Linked DNA regions of Mus musculus: region 1 is linked to region 2. Evidence: chromatin contacts called from public Hi-C data. All regions are on one chromosome and are shown on one strand. Each heading gives the region's core, a stretch centred on a gene start, on an enhancer-like site or on the middle of the called end of the contact. The rest is flanking DNA. Distances are from core to core; before and after follow the strand shown. Region 1 overlaps Armc9 (armadillo repeat containing 9). Region 2 has its middle 8.4 kb from the start of Nmur1.

Region 1 (6,737 bases), core at 3,478-5,977, 200 kb before region 2:
GCATTCTTTTTTATTTTCATTTCGATTGTACGTGTATATGTGTTTTGCACATGTGTGTTTATTCACCATTTCATGCCTGGTGCCCAAGGAGGAGGAACAGGGGCCACAGATCCCATGGAGTTGGAGTCCAGGCACTTGTGAGCTCTCTGATGTGGATGCTGGGATCTGAACTCAGATCCTCTGGGACAGAGAAGCAAGTGCTCTTAACCACCGAGCCATTTCTGCAGCCCACAGCTCGCCTAGAAATGTGAGCTTATGACAAAAAGTCGAAAGAAGGCAGAGGAAGACATAGTGACTTCACCATGGTCTCACCCCTCCTTAAAGATTTATTTCATGTCTGTGAGTACACTATCGCTGTCTTCAGACTCACCAGCAGAGGGCATCAGATCTCATTACAGATGGTTGTGGGCCACCATGTGGTTGCTGGGATTTGAACTCAGGACCTCTGGAAGAGCAGTCAGCACTCTTAAGTGCTGAGCCATCTCTCCAGCCCTTCATCCCCTTTTTTGATATTGATGCTAACATGTTCTCGTGTGTGATTGAGGTATATTTGTGTGCATACATGCAGTGTAGACTCATGCACCCAGTGTTCTTATGTTTGGTTGTGACCTTATGACCCATCCTTCCTCTGAAACTTGCTGTTTTGTTCCTGTGTATCACAGTGTTGATGTCTTTGCCCACAACCATACCTGGCTTCCTTTAGCACACTTGTAAAGAAAAGGCATCCGTGAATCCCACCTATCTCATGCTGCAAATGCTTGCTCAGGGTCCCGCCGTGACGATGACCCATTCGCAGATCTCCAGTGATGGAGATGGAGACCTTTGCCTGCTGTGACAGTGCTGCCGTGAGGACTCTTACATAATCTGTATTGCTCGGAGTGCAGAAAAGATCCTGAACATGGATTGCTAAGTCACTGTTTTGACATATGTTGTCAAATTACTCTCCTAAAAATTATCAGAATACCTGTTTTCTGTAACACTCAGCAACACCATCCATGGTTGAACTTTGTATGTAGGTGGGTAGGGTTTAATTTCAGGCCTTGGGAGGCAGAAGCAGAAGGATTTCGAGTTCAAAGCCAGTCTGAGCCTTCATGGCAGGAAGTCAGCATCATGTCATGCACTTGACAGCTTATTGATCATGTCTGTCATCCACTCCGCCAGCGATTCCTCAGTATTGGGCCCGTTTGAGGCCTTATCCCTCCTTAGTGTGGGCTAGGCAGCTGGGCATCTTTCATCTCATGGACGGCTCAGGAATGGAAATGCAGGGGTAGGGCTACTGAGCTCCTCATGTTGTCAGGAATCCAAAGCTGGATCCCTGATCTTCAGATTTGAGAGTTTGTCACTCTTGCCACGACATAAGGCTGCCCACTTACTCTATGCCCTGAATCTACAGAGAAGCTCGAGAAACCATTTAGCTTCCATGGCAACTGAACTGCACTGAGTGAAAGGCACAGATGGGTAGCCGGTGATCAAACCTGTAATCACTTTTTAAGCATGATTTATTAATTTTTTTATGGGCTATGCATCGGTTGTTTGCCTGCTTGTATTTAACGAGAGGGTTGGCTCGCCTGTAACTGGATTACAGACATTTCTGAGCTGTCCATGTGGGTGCTGGGAATTTAATTCTGTCCTGTGGAAGAGCAGTCAGAGCTCTTAACTGCTGGGCCACATCTCTCAAACAAGTCAGTTACTTTTATTCTCCTAGGTCAGTGTGTGAACTCTACCCCAGAGCTCTGAGGGTTCGGTGGTTACTTTTAATTATTAACTTGCCCTACTTTACAACCCTCTGGGAAGAGTGACTCCGTGAGGGAGTCTGCATCAGGCTGGCCAACAGGCATGTCTGAAAGAAGAGTGTTTTGATTTAAGGTAGTTGATTGAGGAGACCCAGCCCACTGTGGGCAGCACCATTCCCTGGATCTGGATTTTGAACTATGTAAAGTGCAGAAATTGAGCTAAGTAGTAAGCATTTGCATTCCCTCTGCCCTTGACTGGATGTGACTTGCTGCTTCAAGTTTCTGTTGACCTTGACTTCCCCTCAGTGACGGGCTGTAGTGAGCTAAAGTAACCCTTTCAACCTACATTGCGTTTTATAAGGTATTTTTTGTCACAGTAGCAGAAACTAGGACAAAGGGGACGATGCGCTCTTTGGCATGGCCATCCATCCCATCAGTCGGTCTCCAGGAGATGCTGAGGTAGCTGCGGTCCTGCTACAGGAGCCGTAGATACCGGAGGTCCTGTGGGCAGTCTGATGGCTTTCACCTGGCTGTAGATACCGGAGGTCCTGTGGGCAGTCTGATGGCTTTCACCTGGCTGTAGATACCGGAGGTCCTATGGGCAAACTGCATGGCTTTCACCTGATTCCCTCATCCTTGCAGATCACCCCCGAGTACCTGCAGAGTGTCTGTGTCCGCCTCTTCAGTAACCAGATGCGGCAGAGCCTGGCACACAGCGTGGACTTCACGAGGCCTGGGACGGTGAGGTGCCATGAGAGACGGGGTATCCTGGGTTTGTCCCCCAAGACTTACAAGTGAAGTTATTAGAGAGAATGAAAGCCTGTGAGAAAGTGACATTCAGGAGCTAGAAGCTCCCAGAAGGAAAACAAAGCTATTTTTGAGGAGGTTGCAGCTGAGGTTAGCCCTTTGGGTGAGAAAGGAGAGGTGCTCTTTCAATCTACCATGGCAGCTGCTCCTGCGCACTGAGGCCTGAGAGTCAGGAGGAACAAATCGAAACCTTGCTGTCTTTAAAAGAACTCTCGTGGGCTAGGGCGAGCGCTCAGTACAGCGCTTGGTGTGCAGGCACCAGGACCTGAGTTTGCTCCCTAAGGCCTGGAATGTGTGACACCCCAGTGCTGGGAAGACACAAAGGCAGGTCCCAGAGGCTTGCCACCCAGACAGGCTAGCTTACTGTGAGCTGCAGGACAGGGAGAGAGAGGCCTTCTCTCCACAAAAAGTAGACAGTGCCTGAGGGTTAACAACCAGCTTTGTTCTCCAGCCTCTGCATGTACATGCCACATACATGACTGTACTTACACATGCTTACACACATACAAGAGAGTTGGGGGTGAGAGATTGGGCTTAAGATAAGACTTTACTTTTTAACTTTTTATGCAAATTAAAGATTTAAAGAAAAAAATCACAAGCATAGCAAGGAACATTGGCGTCTTCTTAACCAGCATGTATTTATTGTGTGATTCTATGTGTGTGTGTCTCCCCACCCCCATGTGTCTCCATACACAAACACAATAGGGTTTATAAAACATTTGTACATACTTGCCAGGCTGGTGTATATTTATTGCTGCTTTCTTGCTTTGTTGGGACAAGATCTCATGTAGATCAGACTGGCATTGAACTTCCTTAAACTCTGATGCTTCTACCGGCCAAGTGCTGGGATTACAGACATGGGATACCATACCTGACTCCAAAGTGGAGTTCTTTTCCTTTTCTTTTAGAGGTTTATTTTATTATTTTTAGTTCTTTGTAGCATGTCTGCATGTGGTTGTGTGCATATGAATGCATACAGGCCAGAGGTTGTGGATCTCCAGAGTTCTTGAGTTCTGGAAACAGAACTTGGGTCCTCTGGAAAAGCAGCAAGTACCCTTAACTGTTTGCCTTGGTCAGCCTCTCTCCTGTGATCCCAGCATTAAAGAGGCTGAAGCAGGAAGGAGCAGGAAGTTAAAGCTTAGCTTGGACTCCACAGGGAACAGAAGACTGGGCTGAAAAGGGAGACCATATCTCCAAACCAAAGAGAGGGACAAGGTGAAGATTATTATTCTCTTACTAATCACAGAATTATCAGCTCCAGTATGTCATCTTATCGAATTTGTCCACTTCCACTTGTCAGCGGAACCTCTCCTGCTCGTCATAGCCACTAACATAGGTCTGCATTGTGTGCGTTGTCTGGACTCTGTAGCTCCTTTGCTCTGGACCGTTCCCCTGGTCTTTTCTTTGGCTCTCATTGTATTGACACTTGGGGAAACTGTAGTCCTCCTTTAGAAAAGCAGGCTACTCCCCTTACCTGTTTGGTGTTGCCTTGGGGTTGGGCTCAGGTTTGCATCCCGGGCTGAGTGTTTTCTGGGGAGTGACATGCTTTTCCTAGGACAGCACATCTAAGAGTGCACAGTGTGGACTCAGGGATTCGTAACCCTGGAAGACTACCAGTGTCTCTAAGGACACCCTCAAATTTCAGGAGCCCACCTGCACCCTGGAGCTCAGACCTGCCTGAGCTTGGTCAGAGGCTGGGTGGGGGAGGTCCACTCTGGACAGAGTCCCTGACGAGCCTCATAACTGCTGGGTCAGTGCTTCAAGCCAGGCCGTTGACCACCCACCTGAAGCCCACTGCTGTTTGTAAAATTCACTGCACTGGTTTCCAATCTGGATTGCTTCACACACACCCTTCTGGATTAGAATACAAGACAAAAGAACTGCTCAGCGGGTGTGCAGAGATCACCATCAACACTGGCAAAGCTCTCGTTGGAGAGCATGGGCTTCATTTGTGGAGAATGTCATCAGGAGTCATCACTTCTGGACAGCCTGCTAAGCCTGTACTGCTGCCCTTACCAGAGAACCACCACACGGGGGCAGCATAAACAACCAAGAGCTGGCCTTACCACAGAGCAGCCACATGGGGGCAGCATAGATGAGCAGAAGTAACCTTTCTCTAGCAGGCTCTGTAGTTGGCAGGAATGGGTGGGCAGGTGGAACACAGCAAGGTGTGCCCTGTCACATAAACTCAGTGAGTCATCCCTCTACTTAGAAAAAAGAAGTGCCATACTGGCAGAGGCCTCACAGACTCCAGGAGAGGAGAAAGACTTTCCTGCCTGCCCTTGTCTGCTCATGCCCAGGCCACTGTGTCCAAAATGCTACCTTGTCAGAGCTGGCAGGTGAATGCAGTTGTTCCCAGGACTGGTACTGGTGATATTCTTGTGTTTTGAGGTAGAGGATTCTCCTGGATGTTCTGTGACAGTGAATCACGTGTGTCCCCTTGTCCTCATGTGGCTGGCCTAATTCTAGTTTCCCTCATCTTTGCCTTAAAGGGCCAGAACTGGGATAGGTAGGAATCAGAGTGTGTTATCGGCTGCCTAGTGAGAAGTCAGGATTCTCCCCTGGGCACAGGAGAAAAGACAATTTTCTAAGATTCTAGAAAGACATCCACGCCACATAATGGCCTTTTCACAGCAGCCAACAGTAGCCCCTGAGTACTGTGGTAATGGCATGGCACTATAGACAGTCTCACTCTGTAGACCAGGCTGGCCTGGAACTCAGAGATCTCCCTGCCGTTGCCTCCCAAGTGCCCCCAAGGGATTAAAGGCATGTGCCACCATGCCTGGCCTTCAATCTTGTACAAAGACAAAAACATGTAATTGTATTTTATAGACTGTATCCCTGTTGTCTTAAAAATATTTATTATTATCTTAATTATGTTTATATGTGTGTGAGTACAGTACCAAACATCATTGCTGGGGATTGAACTCAGATCTTCTTCCAGAGCAGAAAGTGCTCCTAAGCTCTGAGCTATCTCTCCACTCTCTGGATCCCCATCGATACAGAATGCATGCCTAGTGCTCAGGTTACACAAGTCACCACCATGCAGTTAGAGGGAACCTGGTGCCAACTCATCCCTGTACGACCTGCTGAAGAGTCAGTTTATCAATACAGGTTAGGGCCATATGAACATTTGGCTTGGAAATCGCAATTTAACAGTAAATTTGGCAGAACACAAACCAATTCTTTCAACTCAGCTGCCTCCCATAGCTTCCCATCTGCCTGGGTTAAACACACATCCTCCAGACCTTTAAAAATGTGTACACTTAAGCTGCTTTACAGCTCACTCTTTAGCTTATTAGGACATTTGTGGTTGTTTTTATTGTTTTGAGACAGGATCCCAAGCTAGCCTCACACTTATAATCCCTGTTTCAGCCCCTCCCCGTGCTGGGGTTCCATGCAAGTACCCCCCTTGTCAAACCTAACTATGCTTTTAAGGGCATTCTGTTCTTGTTAGTATGCTTTTAGCTCCTGTGCTGTGTAGAGGTAGCGGTGGTGTTCAGTTTTTTGAAACAGAGTCTCTCTACATAGCCATGGCTATCATGGAACTCACTGTATAGACCAGACTAGCCTTGAACTCACAAGAGTTCTGCCTCCTGAGCACTGGGATTAAAGATGTCCGGCACTTTGTAAAGTTTGAGGGCAGTATCGTACATCCAGCCATTCCTCTCTGGGTGGAGAGGACTGGCTAGCCTATGGCTGTGAAATTGCACGGCTCATCCTTTCTTTCTCTGCCATTTTACTCCAAATGATGAGTATACATAAGGCCAGGTGAGGGACAGTCCTTCCAAAGCTCTGCCTGGATAGGACGGTGTAAGAGGGTGACCGACTGTGTCAGAGATCCCTGGCCAATCCTCCAGTTGAAACTCGAGCCGTATTTCAAGTGAGTCTCAAGGCCCCGTAGTGACTCTCCAGGACTTAGGAGTCCGTGAGACATTTTCATTTAAGTGCATCCTTACTTGGACAAACAGCACAACTGGGAACTAACCCTCTGTTTTCCCCATGTCTCCAGGTAAGGATGTGTTGGAAATGAGAGTTACTCTGTGATAGACCTCGAGGGGAAGCCGCATCTGCACTCTCCTTTGTTTTAGTCAAGTGTTACAAAGGCTATAGTGGTTGTCCCCCTTTTTCAGGGTGGTCTGTTCAGTTGTTGAGGAATGGAGCCAAGCATGGCTCTTCTCCCTGTTTTGTGGCCCT
Region 2 (6,501 bases), core at 1,727-4,226:
CGGGTGCCTGTGATGCCAAAGCTCTCCCCACCCCTGTCTGTCAGTAGGCCAGCTACACCCAGCTACAAGCCAGCAATGTTTCAAAAGACATGTGTAAATCCAAACTGAGGCCCAGAGGGTAGCGAGACTGCAGTGCCAACCCTAGCCAAGGAGGATTAATTACTCAGCAGTGGCAGGTCTGTCAACCTCAGAGATGACCTTACTAGATGACTAAACACACGGTTCCACTAGACTCCTTTGTTCCTATTCCTGGTTCAAAGATGCCTTTGGGGCTGGAGAGATGTCTCAGTGCTTAGGTGTCCTAGCTACTCTTACAGAGGACCTGGGCTCAAGTCTTCACCAACCATCAGTAACTCCAGTCCCAAGGCCTCTGAGGATACCAGGCATGCCAGCCACACCCATGGTGCCCAGACATACATGCAGACAAAATACCCGAGGGCCAGAAATTATAAAACGGTTGGAAGTATAACCAGACCTCATTATGTATGATACAAAGTGTGAAAATCACACCAATAGTGGCAAAGACTGTATCCCACATCCATGCCATAAAACCCACGACCTGGGAACCAAAATAACGGTTTGGCCTCAGCCCTCAGACTTGACATCTGAAATCTGACATCCCTTGCTCGTGCCTGCAGGTGCCAAGTAATGTCAGGCTGTGATTCCTGGTGGCAACATACCAGAGGGTACTCACCCCTGATTCCTTGAATCAGGAGCAACCTTGAGTCTGTCAGTTCACAGATGTGAGTGCTTCCAAACATGGCAGGAGCTAGGCAAGATGGTTTTGTACGTGGGGTAACTGTTCCCGAGATATCTGTAGTTCTGAAAGTCTCCAGGGCTGGCATATTTGGCTGTCTGTGTAGCGTTGCACTGAAGTCTCACAGTTTGCCGCTGCTGCTCCCCACTGGCTGGCGTGATCCATATTCATTGAGAAGGACGAACTGAACAATAGCAGTTCATTTTCATAAGGTCTGAAATCAGAGAACCTTTCCTGGAATCTGATCTTCAGCTCCTTCGTTCTGGGAATGTAGCTGTGGCCGTGGCTTTCGTTTTCAGAGCCTAATTTAAGCATGGAGAAGTGGGCCAGACAGAGTCCTTGTCAAAGTCAAGACAAAGACAGTTCTGCCAGGAATGAGCGAACTGAATCATATGTATAACTGTCATGGATACCCTGCCAAGAATTATCGAATATATTTAAATGGCTTGTGATAGCAACCAAAAAGGCCAATTCTTTGGCCTTAACTCTAATCATGACCCAGACATGGGGTTCCCTGAAGAGGACATGAACAAGCCAGTTTCGCCCAATGGTTCAAAATCTGCTTTAGTACCGTATCACAATTTGGCTGCCATATCGTTCAATTAACTCCCTGAAAAAAGCTCTGAACCATGGTATGGGAAGGTGGTGTGTGTGTGTGTGTATGTGTGTGTGTGTGTGTGTGTGTGTGTGTGTGTGTGTGTGTGTCCAGGTTATGATGTGGGGCTAGCCAGGGCTATTGGCTATGTAGTTAGAGATGACCCTGAGAGCCTGATTCTCCTGTCTCCACCTCCATGACGTGACCCAAGTAGGTTTCCAACACAATGATTCCAGGCCAGTGGTACCACAGACAGACTAAGCCCCACCTTTGATTCTAATATGGCAATAAACTGCTTCATACCTCCCATGGCCAAATCACCATCAAGCTAACACTTACTAATTTTAACCAGTCCACATTAAGCTTTTTAAAACTTTCTCGACCTAAAAGAATATAATCTCTCCTGATGTCATGCTCGCCATAGATACAACATCCAAAAGTTCCCCAGGAACATCAGAGCTTTTGTCATCAAGAGGCCAGGAGATGGCTCGTTGAGTAGAGACATTTGGCACCAAGTCTGATGACTTCAGTTTGATCCCTTTGGACCTTTCACTGTTTCGTTGACGCCTCCCCTCCCACTCCTACGAAGTAAGTGCTTGCTGACTTCCATCGCTGAACCTGTCAGCTTGCTTGGTCTAACTTCAAAGGCACCACTTTTCTTGGTTAATTATATTTGGATGCTGGGAAGATGGCCCAGATGTTAAGAGTGTACACTCTTCACCTCTGGAGGCTCACAACCACCGTAACGCCAGCTCCAGAGGGACCCAGTGCCTCAGGCTTCCATCGACACCCACACCCACACACACACAATTAAAAATAATAGCTTTAGATCACCTCTCTCTCTCTCCCTTTCTCTCTCCGTGTGTGTGTGTGTGTGTGTGTGTGTGTGTGTGTGTGTGTACTTGCTGCAGCACACATGTGGCAATCAGAGGATATCACGCAGGAGGTGGCTCTCTCTTTGCAGCATGTGAGACCTGCCGGTGGCAGGTTCCTTAGCCTGAAACGATTCTCCTCCCACCCATTTCCCTCTTCCTAGCAGCGGCTAAGATTTACATCTTGCTTGCTCTGTTGCTTGACTTTTAAATGCTAGTAAAATGCTCCTTGGTTTTAACTGCATTTTATTAACAAGACTAAGAACCAGCATAAGAGAGCTCCAAGTCCAGGGTAAAGCCACCACATCAGCCTGCTTTTCACGTTCACATGGAATGCTTTACTTATGCTGGAAAATATTAAAAATTGGCATAAAAACATGACAATTTTTTTGGTGCTTTAGTGTGGTTAAATATAGCACCTTCTGGTTTTGCAACAACCTAGAAATAGAAATTCCTCACCCTCAAAAAAGCTTGTATCTAGGAACAGCGTTTTAAAATACAGAACACTACTACCAACTCTTTAAGTGGAATAAAGACTTCATACCAACACAAAAGTAGCAAGTAGCACCCCCGCAGCTCAAATACCTCAGCTCTCCAGCCTCAGTAACGGTGGATTCATTACTACACACAGACCACTGGCAACTCAAGCCACAACCAGGAACTCCTGCTGCCGAAGCTGGTCTGCACGTTCCTGTCCCCAGTGACTTTTCTCCTGTAACACCATTGCTGAGACTGCAACACACACACTCTAGAGCCACATGAGCCGGTAGGATGTGGCAGGCCAGCCCAGGGCTACATGCCAGCCGGCTCCTCCATGCCCTTCCCGGATACCACTCAACACCCAGATGCTAACACTTTTAACCATAAGGAAACGTAGCAGCCAAGGAGCGTGTCTAGGGTTGTCCCCTCAGTCCTTTACATTGCTGTCTGGTTACCACAAAATTACACCGCTTTATTGCTTACCTCAGGGGAGGATGGGGATCAAGGCTCAGGCCCAGGGTCTGCATGGACTCTGGTTGGTCCAGTTACAGGGGGCCTGTCACTTTTCAGGCCATCTGTCCTGGAGGAGCTGGCCCTGCTGCACCCATCCTACTGGCTCTTGGAGGTGGGGGTTGGGTGGGGGGAGGTCCTGACAGTGGCTTTACAGGAGGAAGGTCACTGGGGACAGGAATGTGTGAGCTGACTTAGGCAGCAGGAGTTACCAGTTGTGGCTTGGGTTGCCTTGATAAGCTTGGACAGCAATCCAGAAGTATTGGGTATGAAACCCCCAGGAGTCAGCCGTTTGTGGTGCTGCTGAAAGGGGGACGACTGGAGAATCAGGAATTCATCACCACCCTTGGCTCCACTGAGACTTTGACAGCAGTGGGAAACATGAGGCCTTGTCTCAAAAGTGTGTGTGTGTGTGTGTGTGTGTGTGTGTGTGTGTGTGTGTGTGTGTGTGTTAAGGGTGAGGAAAAGTGTACCAAGGTAAGGAGCCCTAGACTGCCCCTGTGCACATATGTATAATGTACATGTGTGTATGGTGTGCCCCTGTGCACATATGTATAATGTACATGTGTGTATGGTGTGTATGTATCTTTTTACACATGTGGTATATATGTGTGCATGTGGAGGCCTAAGGTTAATACCAGGAATTATCCTGGATTCTTCTTGCATCTTCTCTATTGAAGCAGAGTCTCAATCGAAACCAGAGCTTGAGGGGCTGGAGCGATGGCTCAGTAGTTAAGAGCACTGACTGCTCTTCCAGAGGTCCTGAGTTCAATTCCCAGCAACCACATGGTGGCTCACACCCATCTGTAATAGAATCCTCTTCTGCTGTGTGTGAAGAGAGCTGCAGTGTACTCATATACATAAAATAAAGGAATCTTTAAAAACAAACAAACAGAAAACCAGAGCTTGAAGGTATGACCAACCTTACTAGCTGACTTGTTCCGGGATATCCTGCCTGTGCCTTCTGAGGTTGGAATTCCAGCCTGAGGCCCCTCCCCCACCCCACTCCCACCCCACCCCCTGCACCCTCTGCACACACCAGGCATCTACACAGGCTTCTGTGGATCCGAACTTTAAACAGCAAGAACTCTCAGCCCTCACTAAACACTCACCTAACTTTTTAAATTTTATTTTATTATTTTCTTTTTTTTTTTTTTTTTCTTTCGGTTTCTCTGTGTAGCCCTGGCTGTCCTGGAACTCACTCTGCAGACCAGGCTGGCCTCGAGCTCAGAAATCTGCCCGCCTCTGCCTCCGAAGTGCTGGTATTAAAGGCTTGAGCCACCACTGCCCGGCTCACCTAACTTCCTTTACAAGACAATAGTGTGGCCACAAGCCAGAAGGCCAAGTGGGGGAGAGGTCTCTAAGCAGCAGAAGTGCTTGGAGACCGCGGGATCATCCACACGGTCTCTATCGACACACACGGTAGTGCAGGGGTGCCATGCCTATGAACCAGATTCTATGAGAAAGAGAGATGTTACAACACACATCCCAAACACGCCATATCCTTTCAGAAAAGTTGGCTCCTAGCCCGAGGAGCACAAAGCGCTACCCTGACACTGCACAGGAGCAGCAGCGCCCCCTAGGGGCACTACAGGGCCGATGCTTCTGGTTGTGCCCTGTGAGTGCCCTAGGTAGGGATCGCTGCTACCCTCTCCATCCTAGCCCATTTTCTCAAGGACCGAGCTTGGCTGCTATTCCAGGAGCCACCGGTGGCCTATGACTTATGGAACCTGGCCATTGAGAGCCTGAGGACACCCTCGATAGATGTGGCAAGTTCACAGCAAGAAGCACATTATACCTCACGTCTTCCTATGTGCCCGTCTTCCCATGTTCCCTGTGCTTCTCTGGTGGAACAGCCCTTCACACACACACACACACACACACACACACACACACACACACACACACACACACGGACTCCACCCCTCAGGAACACTGTTCCATGTGACACTGAACAGAAGTCTCTTGGAGTCCAGAGGTGGTCTCTGAGAAAAGTTCTGACATCTACCCATGGGCTGGCTACCCAGTGCTTGTGACAGGTGGCCCTTGAGAACTCAACTTGAAATAGCATCTTTCCACAGGCCCCTTTGTTCCCAGAATCCCTCTTGTCTCGCCCACCACTCTCCAAGGGTGCTTAGGACCTCATGCTGTGTGCACCCTGTCACCACACATCCAGGATCATCCCTGAGGAAACTCCCTTCCTACAGGGAACTTTTCTCTCAGCTCCGTGGTCCACTGTAGCCTCTATGAGATTCCCACTGCCATCAGAGTATCTCTTCCTTCCCCCTTAGCCTCTGCTGACTGCTCATGGGCCCTGTGCCTCCCCTCTTTGCTTAGCCAGAATCTGTGCAATAGTAGATCAAACAGAGAGGGTGGCTTTTCTTCCCTGGTTTGGTCAGCTCTTCTGAGCTCAGAGTACAGGAGGGGGCAGAGCCTTCTTAGGCCAACATCTAGGAACTCCTCCCACTGTAACTTGTATGAGACTCAGGGGGCTTAGTCAGGCTGGCCAAGAACGTCACAGTGGAGCCTGTGGGTCAAATGGGTTGCAACCTTGAGTTTGGATACAGCATCCTCTGTGGAAAAAGCAGAAAAGACTTGTTTAGAGATGGTGGGAACAACCGGATAAAACACTTAAAGAAGGAAATATGTCATAGTATATTCAGTAGAGCAAAGTGATGGGAAAAAATGTGATAACATATACACAGTAAGTTTACCATTTAAATGGGTGGTTCAGTGTTGGGATGGCTCAGTTTGACTGGATTTGAAGTTACCTAAGAGGCACACTTCAGAGCATCTCTGTCCAGAAGTGTTCTAGAGTTTAAGCACCCTTGGAGAGTGGTGGGCGGGACAAGGGGGACTCTGGGAACAAAGGGGCCTGTGGAAAGATGCTATTTAAAGCTGACTTCTCAAGGGCCACCTGTCACAGATTCTGAATGTGGACCACCCCATAGACAGGGTGTCTTAGTTACGGTTTCCATTGCTGTGAAGAGACACCATGACCAAGGCAACTCTTATAACAACATTTAATTGGGGCTGGCTTACAGGTTCTAAGGTTCAAGTCTGTTATCATCATGGTGGGAAGCATGGCAGCATCTAGACTGGCATGATGCTGGGGGAGCTGAGAGTTCTACATCTTGTTCCAAAGGCAAATAGGAGAAGATTAACTTCCGAGCAGCTAGGAGGAAGGTCTCTCAAAGCCCACCCCCACAGTGACACACGTTTTCCAACAAGGCCACACCTCCTAATAATGTCACTCCTTGGACCAAGTGTATTCAAACCACCACACC

Evidence for each region. A called contact is a pair of places that touch in the nucleus more often than the background predicts.
Region 1: a contact with region 2 is called in a Hi-C map of bone marrow-derived macrophages, with 28 read pairs. The contact joins two enhancer-like sites. A contact is called at or near these places in 3 of 39 promoter capture datasets (embryonic stem cells and neutrophils), 1 of 15 datasets of contacts at CTCF or cohesin (large pre-B cells), 4 of 484 Hi-C or Micro-C datasets (B cells, bone marrow-derived macrophages and embryonic stem cells), 12 of 115 datasets of contacts at active chromatin or transcription factors (the HPC-7 cell line, bone marrow-derived macrophages, craniofacial prominence and 7 more) and 2 of 9 other capture datasets (adipose tissue and liver).

Annotation. Positions count from the first base shown.
Region 1 is chr1:86,174,439-86,181,175 of GRCm38.p6, forward strand. It overlaps Armc9 (armadillo repeat containing 9), which reads left to right. Exons shown (of 25, transcript NM_030184.2): 9 at 2,376-2,474. Among named protein-coding and RNA genes, the nearest start is that of Armc9, 23 kb to the left of the region's middle. Within about 2 kb of position 4,728, at least 52 of the 459 cell types and tissues checked have an H3K27ac peak or open chromatin away from gene starts, as enhancers often do. A contact at or near this core is called in bone marrow-derived macrophages, where this site is marked.
Region 2 is chr1:86,376,470-86,382,970 of GRCm38.p6, forward strand. No RefSeq gene overlaps it. Among named protein-coding and RNA genes, the nearest start is that of Nmur1, 8.4 kb to the right of the region's middle. Within about 2 kb of position 2,977, at least 61 of the 459 cell types and tissues checked have an H3K27ac peak or open chromatin away from gene starts, as enhancers often do. A contact at or near this core is called in bone marrow-derived macrophages, where this site is marked.